2 separate regions of the Zea mays genome follow, and region 1 is linked to region 2. Evidence: chromatin contacts called from public Hi-C data. All regions are on one chromosome and are shown on one strand. The core of a region is the stretch at or near the end of the contact, and the rest is flanking DNA. Distances in the headings are between cores, read along the strand shown.

Evidence for each region. Hi-C and Micro-C count contacts between places; a contact is called where the count stands out from the background.
Region 1: a contact with region 2 is called in a Hi-C map of leaf mesophyll, with 2.9 times the contacts expected there. The contact joins the promoter of LOC100382367 here to the promoter of LOC100279628 in region 2. A contact is called at or near these places in 3 of 25 Hi-C or Micro-C datasets (ear, leaf mesophyll and tassel).

Annotation. Positions count from the first base shown.
Region 1 is chr9:106,072,548-106,078,124 of Zm-B73-REFERENCE-NAM-5.0, reverse strand. LOC100382367 reads left to right here and starts at 1,599. Exons shown (of 1, transcript NM_001175112.1): 1 at 1,599-2,716. The coding sequence starts at 1,616. The coding sequence ends at 2,554.
Region 2 is chr9:105,938,123-105,944,294 of Zm-B73-REFERENCE-NAM-5.0, reverse strand. LOC100279628 reads right to left here and starts at 3,554. Exons shown (of 8, transcript NM_001152624.1): 1 at 3,355-3,554; 2 at 3,063-3,251; 3 at 2,404-2,652; 4 at 1,070-1,213; 5 at 807-971; 6 at 395-464; 7 at 219-300. The coding sequence starts at 3,465.

The DNA.
Region 1 (5,577 bases), core at 350-2,849, 140 kb before region 2:
GGTAGTCTGATTTGCAGATCTTTGTGCAGATGTGTAGGTTTTGGTTACTGGTTGGTAAGCCCTTCTGAGTTCCTAGTGAGAAAAGAAGAAAATATGTATTGTCAGACCCATGCGATCCATGGAACTGAATTATGGTATGCATTATGGCGATTTTTTTAGCGATGGGGAATGTAAGGATAATTCATCCTCTCGGTTGATTCTGACTTTAATCTAGCCTTCTGTTTACTGATAAGCACGGTTGTTTGTCATGTTGTCAGATTCTCTTTGTTTCTGGCGTCTTGCTAACCATTGGGTTGAAGCCAACTGTGTACTTCTTTACCAAGCCTAAGAATCACAAGGTACTGATCTTCTCGGTGCAAAACTTGCCTTTATATTTCTAGCTGAGTAGCTGACAAATGAGTTTCAAACTTGCCGCGTTCAGTCTTTTCGGGTTTTGCTTTTTCCTAGTCCTCATTGGATGGCTTGCTTTTGGCATGATGGTGCAGTCGTAGGCTTCATCATGCTCTTCAGGCTGGTAGTTTCTTTCATGTTCTTGCATGATCTACATCTACTCCTACCTACCAGCTGTTTTTCAGTTAGTAGAAACAGTTTTTTAAATGTTGAGTTGTAAATTATTTGCTACGTGACTTATAGAAACCGTAGAGCAACGCAGGGACTGAACTAGTAGATTTATAGATATAGAATACGTACAATAACTAGGCTGCTAGGCTGAGCATATCTTTTGAGGTCGTGCATGGACTCCTATAGTAAGGCAAGGCACACGTATAGGCTGTTTGGTTGGAGGATTGAGCTAGTCCATCATTTTCTCACTCCTCACTTTTTTGTTTGGTTTGTGGAATGGAATGAGTCAATCCATCATCACCTCATTACTTATAGTTATTTAGTTAGTACTAATACGAGCAATGGGATAATCCCACCAAATTTGAGGAATGGACCCATGATGTACCACCATATTTTGGATAAAGTGATTCCTCAAACCAAACACCCTCGTAATGTTCCACGTCTTCTAGGTAGACTAGATCTCATATAGTCATATAAATTATAAAACATTTTCTCGTAAAAATATAACATATATTTATACATAAGTTATCATGGTATTATACGTTCTCGTTGCAGCGCACGAATACTCACTTAGTAGAGTGAGAAGCTACATATCAGTTTTTAAAATTACAATAGTCAAAGACTGTCTCGACTTATCTATCATATCTTATATATTTTCTCTATTTTTTATTTATCATGTTTTAGTAAAAAATAAATTAGTAGATAATAAATATTCGAAAACGAAGGTAATACTATTTTAAACCTTACTTACAATTTACCGTATAAAATAGTGTTTTACGCAACCACGCGTACACGATAGCCTAAGTTTAATTTTTGAGGCCGTCCATTGACTCCTGTAGTACACGGCACGTAATTTTCCAAGTCTTCCCGGTGTAATTTTCCAAGTCTTCCCGGTAGACTAGACCTCATATGTGACATTTATGTCTCCACCAACAGCAACGGCCATCTAAAAAATTTTCTTCAGCTTTGGCAGCTCCTTCATTGCTAAGCCTAGCTTATCCTTCAGCTAGCACATAGCCACCGTTTGGTTGATCATCGCACTGATCAGGCAGCCATGGCTACCAAAGCCAAATCAAGCTCCTCGTCATGTCTCTCCTTCCTGAAGGACGCACTGCTCCTTCCAACCAAGAACGCCAAGCTCTTCGTCCCTGTCTTCCTCCTGGTAACCGCTCCCCTCATTCTTCTCCAGATCACCAATGTCTTCTACATCCAGCCGCGCACAGCCGACATGCTGCACCACATCAACGAGGTCAAGAACATGGACCCCTCAAGCGCCGATTACGCCAAGCTCATGGTGGAGATCATGAAGGAAGCCAAGGAGCTTGCCATGATCTCCATCGCGCTCCTAGTCATCACCTTTGCAGGAAGCTTTGCTAAACAGATCATAGCCTTCTTCGCCACCTCCACTACCTACGCCGGTGACCGCTACTCGTTCCCTGAGCTCTTCACCAAGGTGATCATGAAGGGGCGTCACCTCAGGGGCCCTCTCATAACCGTCGCCATGGTGGGCGTCCTCAACGTCGCATGCGCGCTCCTCCTCGCCGCGCTGCTCCAGCTCGCGATGCGCCAGTTGGGGGTGCTGTACACGGCGATCCTCTTCGTGCTCCCGTTCCTCGCGTTCCTCTACCTCGACGTCGTCTTCTTTGTCGCCGTAGCCGCGTCGGTGGCCGACGAGGACAGCCGCGGCGTGAGCGCGCTCAGGCTGGCGTGGCGGCTGATGACACGGGTGTGCAGGAAGGAAGGCTTCGTGCTGGTCGTCGCGGTCCACCTGGTGGCGATGGTTCCGTCCCTGCTCTACGCGGTTGCGCTTGCATGCTTGAAGAAGAACATGCCCATGGGGCTGGCTCTGTTCTCCGTATACGCACTGCTCTCCGGCTTGGTACAGCTCTTCTACTTCGCCGGAATTATGGTGTACTACTACTTAGCCATGGAGAGCAAGGAGGTGATGGCCCATGACTACGTCAACATCCCCACCGTTGAAGCAACTGTGTGATTGATTGTTGAATGGTAGGGAAATAATAAATTTTTGTATGGTGATGATGAATAATATTTGTCCACTAGAAATGAACAGTGTGCCTTTATGGAGGTTTGTGACGAGACTTGTATGCAAAGACTTTATTTTGCAAATAAAAAAAATATCCAAAGACCATTATGTACAGCTTGTGAAAACAGAGTTAGTGGCAAGTTAGCTAGGGGGTGTTTGATTTCTAGGGACTATTTTTTAGTCCCTCCATTTTATTTTATTTTAGTTTTTAAATTGTCAAATACGTGGATTTCGAACCGATAGGATATGAAAATCCTTAACCGGCTCCGATACTAAATGTAGGGTCGGTGAGGCGACGGGGGAGGGGTGTGTGAATGGGAGCCATTAAAAATTCTCATCCTGCGAGTACGTGACTTTGATCCCAAAATTTAACCCGAAAACCTTCTAGGGACTCAGAGCAGCAGATCAGAGTGCTACATAAACCAGTGCCTTTTGTATGCACCAAAAACCCTAAAACTGTAGACATTCATAGAAAATTTCAGAGTCAAAAGCACCAGAAAGTCAGAGCGGCAGTGCCGCGCACACGGGCGGCAGTGCCAGGCAAGCAAAAATGGCCAGAATGATCTCAAATTTGACAGATAGTTTGCATGGGGTAAAAGAAGTTCTCCGGTAAAGTATGAACCCGAACAACAAGAAATAAAATTGCAAAACAGGGAGGGAGAAACCAAGAACACTCAACTTCAGAATTTCCAGCAAAGTGTGCAAAACTAAAACTGAGAAGTGATCAAAACCTGTGGCCCATACGAGTGACCCTTCCTCGGATTAAACTTGAAGAAACACAATCACAGTCGAAGTACAAAATCGCTGTGGATCTTTGGCTGAACCTAGACTAGTCTTAGGGATAGGAAATATGAGTACTAAAACCCTAAGTCAAAACAAATGGCAGCCAAGTAATATTGAACTAAACAACCTACCCCTTTATTTATAGAGGGTTATTTCCACTTCCTAAACTAGCTCTATTTACGTAGAGCTTATCCACTCCATCAGGGGTGAAATGGACTAACTACTAGGTTTTTTATCCGACGGCCACGCGCTCCATATGAAATTGCTTCGCCTTGACGCACGCTTCGCTATGTTGCCACATGCCGCCACTAGTTCCCTCTGAAACCACCGCCACCGAGTTTTGTGGCCCAAACTCAGCAAAACCCGTCATCCGTAGCGTTGGGTGGTTTTGAGGCCTAAACCACCAAACCATCGTGAGTCCCGCGCCGCATGCACGTCCTCCATGGCCAGACGCGTGTCCCGCCAATCCTCGACCACGCCGACAACACGGTCCACTCCACCACATCCTTGTGTGAGTGTGTGTCCCAAGTGTTAGCCACCACGGCTGGTCACCCGGCTGCTCCGGTCCATTAGTCAAGACCCTGCACTCGCCCTTCACTGCTTTCGGTCCATCAGCACAAGCCCGCATGACCTTCACCTCAGTCGTCGATCACCATCTCTGTTCACCACACCTGTACACCACAAGACGATCGACATGGTTGCACAAGCATAATCTCACACTCTGGTCAGTCCATCGACTAACCCAGAGTGCTATCTGTGACAATCACTCATCATTAACCCAAACCACAAGGGACAAGTCAACCTTGTGTTCGCACATTCCCCCTCTCCTCCACCTAACCAACATAATAAAGAGCTAATCATGCTTCTGATTAAACTTATCTCATTAGAGACAAACAACACACTATAAATCTCATCCTCGAGCTACTAGGTAGAAATTGCCCTCATTGTGCCTTAGACAAATAAGTTGTGTTGTCCTCACCTCCCCATAACTCACGATTTCCTTAGATTCACTAGAGCTGGAGTGGTGCGCCTCTACCACCGTGGTTGTACAAGGAGACGACAGACTGGATTTTGGGTGTGACATCGTGGCAGTATTAATGCCCGCAGGGGTTGAGCACGAGAAAGCGAGTGATCTAGGGAATGGGCAGGCGATGCGGTCATGGAGGGCGAGGGTGCACAACTCAAATATGTACACCCGAGACTAGAGGAGAAGAGTGTCGGCGACGACGACGTCGACAATGTCATCGTGGGTGAGACTGATGCGAGATAGCAAAATGAGGACAACATCGGGTTCAAAGTCGAGGTGAAAGCGAGAGGAGGTGAGATCGTTGAACTCCCTATCATACGACTTGGATGCCTGTCGAGCGTCTTTCTAGACATGCTCCTGGCCTAGGCTAGGGTGATGCCGCAATTGGCCACGAGAAAGGCCTAGAGGGAGAAGGGGACAAGGGAGGTGGAGAGACCGTGGCAACACACAGACATTGTATTAGTTCCTATTTTTTTCATGTCTCGCTTTACAACTTTCTATTTTAATTTTGTATTAAAATGTGTAAATAGAAACCGGTAAAGAGACCGCTTCCACCCATTTTCATCTCTACTTGCTCATGTAGAGGTTAATTGTGTAGTTCACACATACACATATATTATCACTGATTTGCTCCTATATTTAAATTAAATTAAATATTAAAATATCTAAATTTCTAACAATAGTAACTACTTTGTCTAACTCAATAAACAATAAAGCAAATGTCTCAAAACAATTATGGCTTGTTTGGAAGAAGGGGTTGGAGGGGATTGAAGGGCATAAAATCCTTTTCATATTCAATTTTGAATATGAAGAGTATTTTAGCCCCATCAAATCCCTTTGAATCCCTTGTTCTCAAATATGCACTTAGAGCATCTCCACTAGTTCCCAAAAGGACTTCCTAAATTTAATTTAGAATGCTATAAACCAAAAATCATCCTTCAACAGTTCCTTAAATGATGTTTCCAAATATACCAACTTCCTAAATATCCCTATTTAGTCCCCAAGATTTGGGGACCTCTTGGACTATTTCATGCTTCAATCACATCGTAAAATCACTTTCTCGCCATCGAGCTCGCATCAGATTACAAGAGATGCACTTTAAATGATTTGAGCAGCGGGAAGGATGAACCCATCATTCTTGTTTGATAAATCTGAAGATACC
Region 2 (6,172 bases), core at 2,305-4,804:
GCTGATGATAATATGGGTGCCCCCAAGATTAGCAAAGTTAATATGGCCTACAGGTGTTAACAGATACTATTACCCCTGGTGTACTTTTTTGTACAGTGTTGTGAATGTTCTTGCAGCGAAATATTAGAAAGTGCTCAGAGATGAAGCCACATCATATAGGATGTGACCATAAAAAATACCAAAACCAGAAGTACATTCGATAAAGCCAACTAGAAAACCTGAAAACAGCATGTGTACAACAAGCATATACAGCTTCTGCTCCCTCCTGCTTTAACAAAGCCGCTGCGCTAGTGATTGTCCCTGGATTTTATTAAAATATTAAAAATATGTGACTTGGATGGAATATACACTGGCTAATACGTGCAGTCAAAAAGCTAAAAATCAGATTGTGAACCTGCTGTATCAATCATGTCATCAATCAGGATAGCCACTTTTCCTTTCACGTCGCCAATTAAATTCATGACCTGAAAAAATATGATATAGGCCTCTGTAGTTTTCGAAGCTATAATTGCATTTTATTGCACAGATCAACATAGTCAAAACATGGATGACTCACACCGTGACATAGATTGCTTAACAAAACATCAGGTGATGAAAATACTTGCATACAATTGCAGTACTAATGAAACTATACAGCTATAAAGAATATGGTGAATCATTGTATTTGATAAGTTTCAAACTCAATGAAGTTAAAAATAAAAAAGGTAAAGAGACAGGCAGACCAGGAAAACTCATATCCTGTTTCTAGAACCTTGATAGAAGGGTGGGGCTCTGAAATAAGGATTGGTTCAATCCAAAGATCTCACCTCTGACATGTTGTGACCCTGTCTTCTTTTATCAACAATAGCTAAACGGGCATTCAATAATTTCTTAGCGAATGCACGTGCTCTAACAACGCCACCCACATCAGGAGAAACAACCACAAGATCTTCAGATATCGTCTTGCTGGCCAGGTAATCCAGAATCACAGGCTACAGACACCAAGGATGACACTAATTCGTAGTCAGATAGAATTTACAACGAGATGCAATACTGAAATCAAACGCTGTAAAGGAAGAACTCACACTACCTGTCCATATATATGATCCACAGGAATATCGAAGTACCCCAACGCTTGCGTAGAATGAATATCACATACAATGACACGGTCACTACCAGCTTCAGTAAGTAAATTTGCAGCAAGTTTGGCAGTAATGGGTTCACGCCCTTGAGCCTGAGTTACCAAAGACATTGTGCAGTTAAACAAAAGAAAAGCTAGTGCTCCATTTGGATGTCGGTATTGGAGGGCATTGAATTGAATTGGTTTCAATACCAAATCAGCCATGGTATTGAAATGAGATGCAATTCCAATTCTATTGTTTGGATGTCACTGTATTGAAGTTTGGAATTGGGTGGTCTAATTCCACGCAATACTGAGGGGTGACACTCTGAATTGGGAGAGAGAGTTTCTAGTTATAGTCCAATACCATGGAATTGGCTCTCTTATTCCAAAACTCAATTCCATGTGCAACCAAACAACAGAATTCAGAAAAGCTGATTCCAATTTTCAATTTTGTGCACCAATATCTGCATCCAAACGGGGTATAGATGTTCGTATATTAAAGCAAACAGCGCAGAATTTTTTTTCTAATTAAAGTTAGGCAGTTCTGATCGTCCTTAATACCTGGAAACCCATATTTGGTGCTAGGATATAAAGTAAAACAATTAGAGGAAATGAATAGAAGTCATTCATAATAGATGGATTTTGTCGGAGTTAAGGAAGCAGCAGTGAAATGCTTGATTTTTTTATCCACAATAAAGACAAATTGTCACTTTATTGCATGAAAATCAGCTTCGGAAGATTTTTTTTTGATCCATATAATAATAGGGTTTTTTAAGCTGGTGCCCTTGGTTTGGTGGTGTCCTAATTTTTACCTTTAGTCGTGTTTTTTGCTCAGTTTTACCCATCCAGCGCTATATAACAGAAGGGCAAAACTGAGCAAAAAAACATGACTAAGGGTAAAAGTGAGGACACCAGCAAAACCGAGGGCACCAGCTTAAAAACCCCAATAATAAAGTTGGAGGACCAAACAGGTGGCAAAATTTATCACAAATCAGCGTCAGCAGTGTACACTGCCCTTACAGCAAGCTTTGACAAGGAGCTCAAATGATGAAGCTTACATTGATGGTGTTGCTTTTATTTGCGTTTGGCAGGAGACACATTGAAATCAGAAGCAATACACTCCAAAATAATCTGTTTTATATTTTAAATTAAATTCTGAATCTGTCAATCTGAACGTACTAGGTTATAAACTAAATCACTGTATCATTTAGCTAATACTCCCTCCGATTTTTTTTTATTTGACGTTTGTTAGTGCAAATCTGAACTATTGAGCGTCAAATAAATAAAAATGGAGCTAGTACCTTTCTGTCTGCTCTGGCATAACCAAAGTATGGAATAACAACGGTAATAGACCGTGCTGAAGCCCGCCGGCATGCATCAATCATGATGAAGAGCTCCATGAGGTTTTCGTTGACAGGAGAGCATGTGGGCTGGATCAAGAACACATCACATCCTCTCACGCTCTCTTGCAGTTGCACATAAATTTCTCCATCAGCAAAGCGCTTGATCAGGATCTTGCCGAGTTCTATACCCAGGTAAGCAGCAATTTCCTAGAAAGTAAGTACAGAGAAGGACATTTCATTTTTCAGTAGTGTGTATAAAAACGATGTCGCCGCAACTATAGTGATCAAACATGAAAATCTAAAAACCGTACAGATCTGAAAACAGTACAAACAAAAAGGGTGCAACTTGCAAGCCCCCCTCCCGCGGTCCCCCCCCCCCCCAAAAAAAAAAACTGTTGGTAGTAGTGGCACAGAAGTCACTCATAGTGGTTGAAAGATAGGGCAATTATACACGTAATTGTGAAAGTAAAATTATCGTGCACGGTGCCTTTGACGACTTACTTAAAACAAGTGAAGAACCAGAAATAAAACACTATAGCCCCAATGTTGCATAAAAATGAAAACAAAAGTTTTTCTTCTTGTAATAACTCAGAAACCAAGCGAGACACGGTAAACACCTGAGCGAGCGGACGGTTAGCCGTGCCGGAGAAGATCTTCATCCTGGAGTCCCGCAGCTCCCTTGGCAGTGCGGCAAGCCTGGACTCCGGTGCGGGCACCTTTGGCGCCCACGCGGTCCTGGACTCGGCGCCGCTCATCCGCTTCCCTTCATGCGCCACCCGCAGCTGCTCGCTCCCGAGCACGCATCTCTGCGCACACCAAAAGAAGACCAACCAAAAACACACAATACCTCACCGCTTCGTAGGCATCACACGTGAATCAGAAAGCCCCACGACGAGACGAAACGCTCACCGGCGAGCGGAAGCGCGAGGCAGCTGCGCGGAAGGACGAGGAGACAACGCTGCGACTGCGGCGCGAGGAGAGGGACGACCCGGTCCCCGCCACGGCCGCGGTTGCCGCCATGGGATGCAGGTGGCGCGCGCGGCTAGGTTTTTGGGAGTGGGAGGGCGGTAGGATTCGCGCGTGGATGGGAGAGGCGTCCTCGGGTTGCCTCTTCACTTCAGGGGTCGAGGATGGCGGCGGCGGCGGTGCCGCAGTGGTGACCGCGTCGCCGTCCTTTTTATGGATGGTCGGATTGATTCCTTTTCTGCGGTTTTTAATTGAGGTCCGGTGCGAGGGTTCATGCTTTTTTATGTGAAATCCGCTATTTTGGGCACTGTTGGGTATTCTTTTAATATAAACCTTGCAATTTTGCAGTCGCATCCAATCATTCCGTGTTAATTCGTAGAAGCCTGTAGGGGACCGTTAATTTTAAGGCATTTATTTGCAGATTTCATTACAAATGGCACCATTTTGTGCAAGAATGAATGAGACATAATATTCTACCGTTAGAGCCTTAGGGCAACCCCATCCGTTTGAGAAAACAATTTCTTTCTTAAAAATTAACATGTATGAGAATGAAGTGAGAAAAACTATTTCGACCCGTTCCTTAGTCCTCTTTTTTATACTTTTGTGTTTCAAAATAGTTGACGCTTCAGTATTTAAGTTTTTTATTTTTAATGGGTATTTTGGAATAACATTTCTTTCCTCAAATATATCTATGTTTTTTATTTTTAATGGGTATTTTGGATTTTTTTTCCTTCTACGTTAATCTATGTAAGAGAGGCTAAAGGTTTGTTTGGTTAGATTTCTAAAAATTTGATGCTATCTATGAGCTATAAAAAAGTTGTTGTGAGTTAATAAATATGAAAAACCTAAAATTTGTTTGGTTGAAACAACTCTCAACTTAGATTCTACTAGTCAGTTGTCTGTGTGTTGCGACGGCTCACAACAATACTCACGTAAACTATCCACCAAAATATCTCAAGATTTTGTATTGATTGTCTCTGCTCTACGCATAATTTTTTTTATTTGACTAACCAAGTCGACATCGTGGTAAAGGAAAGACCATATAGAAGGCAATGCTGAGCCATCGAATGGGTACCATAGGCAGCAAATCAGGGACCTCATCCCTCACCTCCCCCACTTCTAAGGTTTCGTAGAGCGGGAAGGGAAGGGAAGAGGCAGTCATACCTGTTCGTTGCCGAAGAAGGACACGACGAAGACCTGGACATCTGGAGGCGACATAGGTAGTATACCGCTAGATACATACAGGGAGAGAGCACGCAAGCGGAGAAAGAAGCTCAGCCGGAACTGCTCCAAACCGAGAGACACCTGCACCAAGCGTCAGTACGAAATGGGCGAGAGAATGCGAGTGCCTTCCAGCCCTGGACCCACGGAGGCGACACAACACCACCACCAACTCCGTAGCATATGTCGACTGCTGCCGTTCTACGGGCCTTGGTTGTCCAATATCTCAGATCTGGACTCGTCATCGCCAAGATAACATAAGCATGGCAGACGCCATCGTGTCCTCCTCGGCGGCACGCACGAAGAAAAGCCAAGAGCAAGACCGACTCGCCCGTACCCGCGTCGACGAGCGTCGGTCGGCTCGTGCCTGCGATCGTGGGCAAGGGCAACAAGTTGGGGAGGAAGAACAGGGTGAAGGCCGGGAAGATGAACGGGACATCCGACGACGGCGAAAACGATGGTGCGTGCATGATGTGAAACACCCTTGTAGACGTGCAATAGCTACTGCACGGGTCGGTGTCGGGGCTGGTGTCGAATGAATACGGGAGAGGAGGCGCCTGCTCCCACGTCCTCTACCGAAATGGGTGGCACGGAGGAGGAGGCATGAGGGGAGAGAGAAATAGAAGCATGATGGCGAACGAGGTGGCGGCAACTGAGGCGAGGACCATCATTATCTTGCGAAGGTATAAATGGCTAAATGGGCCATGTCTGGCGGTCTGGTCCGGGGCACGACCCATTTAGTAGTGCTTGGGCCGTAGCCTCGGCCCGTAGAGCTGACCCAGCCCAACACGATTATATTTTTTTATTTTACAAAAAATTGTATATACATATGTACAATTTATATTCAATATTAAAAACAATTGACTATGATGTTCTACTGGTTAGACAGCTTCCCTTAAGTTTCCCACCCTTCTTCTATTAGGGCTTAGGTTCAAACCCCTCCTCTTGCACCACTTTTTTAATATTTTACGCTAATTTAACCAAATGACTCGACTGGCTAACGGGTTAATTTGAGATAGATAGATGTGAGGAGTTATTTGTAAAAATATGGCGCGGGACGACCGTTGAAATTGGTGCTTTAATATCTTAAAGATAAGAGCATGACAACGTGTAACATGTATAACAGGAATCTAGAAAACGTGAGGTAGCAGGTGATTCTGAATTGAAATAGTCAAATAGAGGAATCTATAGTTTTTCATAGATCTATTTTGATGTTGTGCTTGGGAAGTTGGGATAGGTCACGCCGATGAGGGCGTTGCCACGACTTGGGCTGCCAACGCCGTCGCAGCCGGGGTCACTCCTGCGGTCATGTTTCGGGTCGCCAGCGCCGCTGGGCCTCGGACCGTCAACACCGCGCCTAGGGCTGGCCACGCCACTGCACTGGCAGCCGTTGAGCCACCACGACGCGGCGCTACCTGCGGGCCACGCTGCCGCACCGGCAGCTGCCCGAGGAAGGGGGCAAGGCGCTGCGCTGCCTGCGGGCCACGCCCCCATGACAGCAGCCGCCCAGGGAAGGTGTCTAGGCACCGCGCTGACAGTG